Linked DNA regions of Sus scrofa: region 1 is linked to region 2. The links are chromatin contacts, called in public HiChIP or PLAC-seq maps. All regions are on one chromosome and are shown on one strand. Each heading gives the region's core, a stretch centred on a gene start, on an enhancer-like site or on the middle of the called end of the contact. The rest is flanking DNA. Distances are from core to core; before and after follow the strand shown. Region 1 holds the start of KANK2 (KN motif and ankyrin repeat domain-containing protein 2). Region 2 holds the start of SPC24 (kinetochore protein Spc24).

Evidence for each region. HiChIP or PLAC-seq counts read pairs in DNA pulled down with a chosen protein or histone mark.
Region 1: a contact with region 2 is called in an H3K27ac HiChIP or PLAC-seq map of skeletal muscle. The contact joins the promoter of KANK2 here to the promoter of SPC24 in region 2. A contact is called at or near these places in 2 of 5 promoter capture datasets (fetal liver and liver), 8 of 47 Hi-C or Micro-C datasets (fetal liver, fetal skeletal muscle, heart right ventricle and 3 more) and 1 of 2 datasets of contacts at active chromatin or transcription factors (skeletal muscle).

Annotation. Positions count from the first base shown.
Region 1 is chr2:69,923,857-69,927,548 of Sscrofa11.1, reverse strand. It overlaps KANK2 (KN motif and ankyrin repeat domain-containing protein 2), which reads left to right and starts at 2,355. Exons shown (of 14, transcript XM_021083853.1): 1 at 2,355-2,485. DOCK6 (dedicator of cytokinesis protein 6) reads left to right here. Exons shown (of 49, transcript XM_021083867.1): 46 at 282-425; 47 at 508-614; 48 at 875-1,039; 49 at 1,452-1,694. The coding sequence ends at 1,494.
Region 2 is chr2:69,888,637-69,892,019 of Sscrofa11.1, reverse strand. It overlaps SPC24 (kinetochore protein Spc24), which reads left to right and starts at 1,706. Exons shown (of 5, transcript XM_021083851.1): 1 at 1,706-1,929. The coding sequence starts at 1,770.

The sequences.
Region 1 (3,692 bases), core at 1,106-3,605, 35 kb before region 2:
GCAGAGACCCCCAGACTCCAACCCCCAGACCGCAATCTGCGGACTCAAACTCCTGCCTCCTAGACCCCTCTAGTCTAGTCTGGACTAGAAGCAGACCAAAGTTCCCAGAGCCAGACAAAGGCAGCAAACCAAGACCGCCCCGCCTCCACCTCCCCCATTTCCTTGCACAGCCTCTTGGATTCTTATCCACCTCCAGCTGGGGTCCAGGCTGCCCTGGGCTGATCTGGGTCAGGACAGTCAGGCCCCAGCCAGTGCATGCTCACCCCCCCCACCCCCCGCAGACAGTGCTGACACCAGTGGAAGTGGCCATTGAGGACATGCAGAAGAAGACTCGGGAGCTGGCCTTCGCCACTGAGCAGGACCCGCCAGATGCCAAGATGCTGCAGATGGTGCTGCAGGGCTCCGTGGGGCCCACTGTGAACCAGGCACGGCTAGTGGGGGAATGCAGGCTGCCCGAGGCCCCTGGGGCCTGTGCAGATATCCTCACAAGCTCCTCTCACACCACAGGGTCCCCTGGAGGTGGCTCAGGTGTTTTTGGCTGAGATCCCCGAAGACCCCAAGCTCTTCAGGCATCACAACAAGCTGCGGCTCTGTTTCAAGGACTTTTGCAAGAAGTAGGCCTGACCCCCACACACACACTCATCAGAGTTCCTCTAACCCCCATTATGGCCTTCTGCCTACCTGACATCCCAGAACAGCCTATCCACCTGACCCCCATCATAGCCTCTTTGATTTCCATGAAGTCATAGCCACCTATCAGACCTCCCATCATAGCTCCCCTGCATGCCTGACCCTACCTCATGGACTCTGCACGTCCGTTCTTGCTTTCTGCTGAGTGTCAGCCCCTGACCATCTCCTATCATGTGGTCCTCAGGTGCGAGGATGCACTGCGGAAGAACAAAGCCCTGATTGGGCCAGACCAGAAGGAGTACCACCGTGAGCTAGAGCGCAACTACTCCCGCCTTCGGGAGGCTCTGCAGCCCCTGCTCACCCAGCGCCTTCCCCAGCTGCTGGCACCGACCACAGCCAGTAGCCTCAGGTGCCTGACCTGGGGCCTCCCTACCCTAGAGAAGGCAAGGCAGATAGGCAAAGCCAGGCAGAGCATGGGGGCGGTTACACATGTGCACATCAACACGGGTGCTCATGGCTTTGCACAAACATGTGAACACTCAGACATGTGCAGGCTCTGGGCAACTTTTTCTGATCCTAGCCAGGTCATTTCCCAGGCATGTGACTTCATGTTTCTAAGACTCAGTTTCCACATCTATCAAAAGGGGCATGATTCATATCTCCAGTGATGGAGTCTAAGAATCTCTGATTCTGTAGCCAGATTAGAACCATTGTGAAAGGAACCAGGAAGACCCTAGAAGGATCTTTGGAGGAAGAGGCTGGGGAGCATCATGCAGTTGGGGGCCCTGTGGCCATGTTGATCCATCTCATTCCTCCCCTAGGAACTCCTTGAACAGAGCCAGTTTCCGGAAGGCTGATGTCTGAACCCACAGGGCCTGAAGCCACACGCCAGAGGAACCAGCAGCCTGGCCTCAGTTGTCTGTGCCTTCCTGAGAGTCTCCCCCCACTGCCCACTTAGCCCTGGGTGACCACACTGCACATGGGGCTGGGCCCTCTGTTCCTCTGTCCTCATCTGTGTGCACTGATGCTCCTTACCTTTTCTAATTTAAAATGGTTTTTATAAACAGCCTGTGTGGTATGGTCCCTGGGGTCTGGGTCCTGGGTACACTTTACCTGCACACCCTGGCTATTGATGCACAGACACTGAGAACCACTTGGGTGCCAGGGACACATCAGTGACAATAGATGCAATTCCTGCCCTTTTAGAGCCGACATTCTAGCAAGGAAGGCAAAACACAAATGACAGTGTCACATGGGTGCATGGGAAATAATGGTAACACTTACTAAACCCTTGCTGAATGCCCAGTCCTGCATAATTGGTGCCCAGAAAGACACTCCCCTGTTTATGAGCCTTTCTGCCTGAGGGACCTCCCTAGGTCCCTGCCTCATGGTTGGTGAATCTGATCAACTCCATGGTCTTAACCCTGCTTTACAGATGGGGAAACTGAGGCAGCAAGCAGTTGAAAGCTTGGTAGGGTTAGGAACTGAGCCTAGGCATTAGCTTTGGCCTGTGCAGCTTCGCCTTGACCAGGGCCCCCCCTGCCTGCCCCGTGGTGGTCACGCCACCGTGTACCAGGCCCGCGCTGGGCGGCTTCCAGCCCTGGGCTGGCTGGGGGAGGGGTGACCTCCTATAGCCGCCGCCGTCACCACCCGCCCTCAAGGCCCTCCAGGAGCTGGGCCCTGGCCAGCTCCGCCCCGCCAGCTCCGCCCCCTCCAGCCCCCCCCCCCCGCAGCGGCCCAGCTGCAGCAGACCGAGGAGGACACGGTTGCGGGAGGACCCTGCCCTGGGGAGTGGAGGAGGGGTTGGAGTTCGGACACCCCCACGTGCGCGCACACACACACACCTGCCCTCCAGGTGCATTTGTGTCCCCACCCCCACTTCCCCTACACCGCGGCCGGGCTGCCTGGGACTGGAGGGAGCGGGGGTGGTCTGGAGGGGGCGGGGCGGGGCGGGGCGGAGCTACTGCCGAGGGCCGGGCGACCGGGCGGCGGCGCGGAGGACGCACGGGCGGCGGGACGCTGGGACGGCGGCGGCCGGATTGCGCGAGGCGAGTAGCACCCGGGCTGGGTCAGGGTTCGAGTCCGGTTCGGGGTTCGAGCGTGGTCCCCACTCCACCCCACCCCATCCCGCCTTCAACCCCCGGGCTCGACCTCGCAGGTCTCTACAGCCGCTGCCTCCAACTCCGTTATCTATGCCCAAACTTTCCGCACTTCCAGCGTCTCGGTCCCCGCGCCGCTGTCCCGTCCCCATCTTTGACCCTGTCCCAGCTTCTCTCCCCCGGCCCCATCCTCCGTCTGTATCTCCCTGTCCCTTCGCCCCATCATTGCCTTCCCCCTTACCCTCCCCCTTGTCTCCGTCCTCCTTTCCACCTCTGTCCCTCCCCACCAACCTCCACTCTCTATCCTCCCTCGCCCTCCTCCGCAGCCGGGCCAGAGCCAGGCCCCAGGCGGCGGGAAGGCGTCCGGGCGTCCGGCCGGGCTGGGCCTCGGCCTGCGGCTGGGCCGGCGTGGGGAGCGGCAGCTGTTTGCCATTAACTGGGGACCCCGCAGACCCCGCCCTCTCCCTCCACGGGGCGGGGTCCTCCTCACCCCCGTCTTTGGGGCGGGGAGAGGAATGGGAGACCCCAGGGACGTACAGGCTGGTCTGGGAGAGGGGCTTTAGGGAGACCCCGCCGGACTTCTGGCCTGCCTCGGACCCCGCCTGCGCCCTTTCCCTGAGCTTCCCACCTGTCCTCTCTTGGAGTGTCCTGTCTCTCTTCCTATCCTGTGTCCTCCCCATTCTCCAGGGGTCCCATAGAAAGAGAGGACCCTCAGCCACAGACACCCACCACCACTACACTGACCCCCACCATCTGCTGTCTCCACCTTGAGTCGCCTTCCCACGTGGAGGACCCTCAGAGGGCTGGAGAAGCTCAGACCCCAGTCTCTCTCAGAGAAATGGGCAGAGGGATGTGGCGAGGAGGGTGAAGTTGCCTTCGCTGCCAATGGGGAATCTACCAGCCACTTCCCCCTTTGGTGACCCTGGGCAAGTCACTGTACCTCATAGATACCTCATCTGTAAA
Region 2 (3,383 bases), core at 457-2,956:
GCCACTTCCCTCCCTGCTCCAACTCTGATGACTCTGTCCTGTGACTTTGTTTTATTGCCCTCATAGCAGGTGTTCCTGGCTAAAATGATCCCATTCATTGGTTTTCTTGCTTATTGTGAGATCTTGCCTCTAGAGCAGTGGCTTGCAATAATTTTTTACAGGATCTACAGCAAGATATGAATTTCACATGGGACCCAGGGAGCCAGGTGTTATGGATGTGAAACAAATTATGCCCGAATTTGCTGGCTTTAAGCAATAGCATTGATCACAAACCTGCGGTTTGAGACCTGCTTGCTGGGAAGAGCTCTCTCTTTGCTCCTCTTGATGTCAGCTGGGATGGCTCAAAGGCTGGGAGCTGGAATCAACTCAGTACTCACTCGTCAGGTGGTTGATGATGGCTTTGGCTGGGACCCTATCCAGGAGACTCTTCACGTGGTTTGGGCTTCCTCACAACATGGCAGCTGGGCTTTGTGAGAGCACCATGAAATTAAGAAGGACAGAGGGAGCTAGCACCAGCAGAAGACATGTCCTAGTTTCTGACCTAGGTTTAGGCTTAGAAATCACACAATGCCCCTTCTGCCATATTGTTTGTCTCGCAAAGTTCTGCTCAAGTTCATGAGCCTGCCTATTCACAGGGAGTGGCAAAGTTGGAATTATTCCTGTAGCCATTTTTTGGAAAATAGGATCTGCCACACCCAGTAGACAAATGTTTGGCGTTTCCCAAAACAATATTTAGCTCTCTATACACAACTCATTGTTGTTTTTTTTCCCATTGTTTTGTAGAAAATGTTGGTCATGACCTGCTGGATTGATTTCTTCACCTCATTTGAAGGACACATCACAGAAGTGAAAAGTTTGTCTTTTTTCTACAGGAACCCTGCCCAGTTAGACATCTCACCCACTAGTTTACTTGCTTGCTTGCTTTTTCTTTCTTTAAGGGATGCACCTGTGGCATACGGCGGTTCCCTGGCTAGGGGTGGAATCGGAGCTGTAGCTGCTGGCCTACACCACAGCCACAGCAATGCAGAATCCAAGCTGCGTCTGCGACCTACACCACAGCTCAGGGCAATGCCATATCCTTAACACACTAGGTGAGGTCAGGGATCGAACCCACATTCTCAGGATCCTAGTTGGTTCGCTAACCGCTGAGCCATGAAGAGAACTCCCCACCCAATAGCTTTCTATGTTTTATATACATATAAAGCATGTGCTGAATACCAGGCACTGATCTCATTCAAGTGTCACGACAACTCTTAAGTAGACACCATGATGGTTCCCATTTTGCTTTCTTCCTCATGCATCCCTTCATGCATCCCTTCATGCAGAGGGATGAAGCAATGTGTCCAGAGTAATACAGCTAGTAAGTGGTAAATCTGGGATTGGAACCCAATACATCTGGTTAAAGACTCCACTTTGCTATGCAGCCTCATATAAGATTTACTTATTTATGATGTTTACTGTGAGAATCCCACGCACACACCACAGCTCCAACAGAATGAGTTCACTGCTTCACCCGAAGAATCTCGCCCTGCGCACGATAGACCCGGGACCTGAGAAAAAAAAACAGCGTGCGCAGGCGCATCAGGCAAAGCTCCGGAGGCTCCCCTCCTCCGCGCAGACTGGCTCCAGACGATGACTGACAGAGGATTCGGCCGCCCTTTTTCGCTAATGATTGACGTGTGATTAACCCAATGGAAACTGGGATTTCCGGAAGGGAGGCGGGACTTATAGGGCTGTTAAATTTGCGCGGGATTGGTCCTGATGTAGTCATGGCGGCCTTCCGGGACATGGAAGAAGTGAGCCAGGGGCTGCTGAGCCTGCTGGGCGCCAACCGCGCTGAGGCGCAGCAACGGCGGCTGCTGGGGCGCCACGAGCAGATGGTGGAGCGGCTGCTGGAAACGCAAGACGGCGCCGAGCAGCGGCTGCGAGGTGAGGGCCGGGTGGGGGGTGGGGGGCGGGGGGCAGCCGGAATCCGCGTGATGGGAGGGGCGGCCAGGCCAGCCTCGAACCCTTTCCATTCTTGGCGCCCCCATCCCCTTCCGTAGTTCCTCGTGCGACCGGCGGGTGAGCGCCCTTCCTTTTGAGCCTCCGTTTCCCTACCTGTGAAATGGGCTTCAGGACAACAGCCACCTCCCAGGGGTTTAATGGTGAATATAAGAGTCGCAGGGTCTGGCCTACTTCTGAGCGCTCCGTGAACAGCTGGGGGACTCAGGGTTTGAATTGGAGCTCGGGTGTCAAAGCGCCATCTCTCGACTTTCCAGCTGTGAGATTTGAGATGACTGCCTTAACCTCGCCGTATCTGTTTCTCATAAAATGGTTGTGACAATAGTCCGTATCTTTCTGCTGAGGTTGTTCAGATGTTTTACTGAGCACCTGCTGTGTCCAGGCAGAGTGCCAGGCCTGGGGGGACAGCAGGGAACTAAACAAACAGAATCTCTTGGGCAAGAGGGGGCTGGTAGGCTAGTGGGGTGAGGCCAGGGGATAAAGAAGAATGAATTCGTCAGGAGGTGATGGGCTAAGGCGTTCAGCTGTTAACTCATGTGATCCCAATCCAGCGGCTTCCTTCTTAAAGCCTCAGTCTCCTCATCTGTGAAATGGGGCCGCTGATAGCATATACCCTCCCCCCCACCCCCGCCCTTAATGGATCAAAGTGAGGTTCATGGAGATGATGTCTGCACAGCAATGTGCCTTTGAAAGGGGAGGAAGGGAGGATGCCTTTGTTACAGCTTTTCTCATCATCAGGGGTTTTGTTGCTGTTGTTTGTTTTTCTTTGGCCCATGGCATGTGGAGTTCCCTGGGCCAGGGATCAGATCTGAGCCTCAGTTGCAACCTACACAGCAGCTGCAGCAACACCAGATCCTTTACCCACTGTGCCTTCTGGGATCAAACCCACGTCCCTGCCGCTGCACAGACATCATCCATCCTGTCGTACCACAGCAGGGACTCCGTTGTTGTTTTTTAAGGCTACAGACGTGTGTGTGCGTGTGCACGTGCACGAGTGCTACAGTTGACATAATGTAAGATTTACCATTTTGACTATTTTAAAGTGTGCAGTTCAGTGGCATTAAATATATTCACATTGTTGTACAACCATCACCCCCATCATGTCCAATATTCCATTATATGGATATTATGGATACACCACATTTTATTTATCCATTCATCCGTCAATGGACACTTGGGTTGCTTCCACCCCTTGGCTATTGTGAATAATGCTGCTGTGAACGTGGGTGTATAAATATCTCCTTCAGTCCCTGTTTTTGATTCTTTTTTGTATTTTCCCAGAAGTAGAAATGCTGGATCAGATGGGAATTTGATATTTAATTTTTTGAGAAACTGTCCTCTAGTTTTCCACTGCGGTTTCAGTGCCAGGGGTTTGTAAT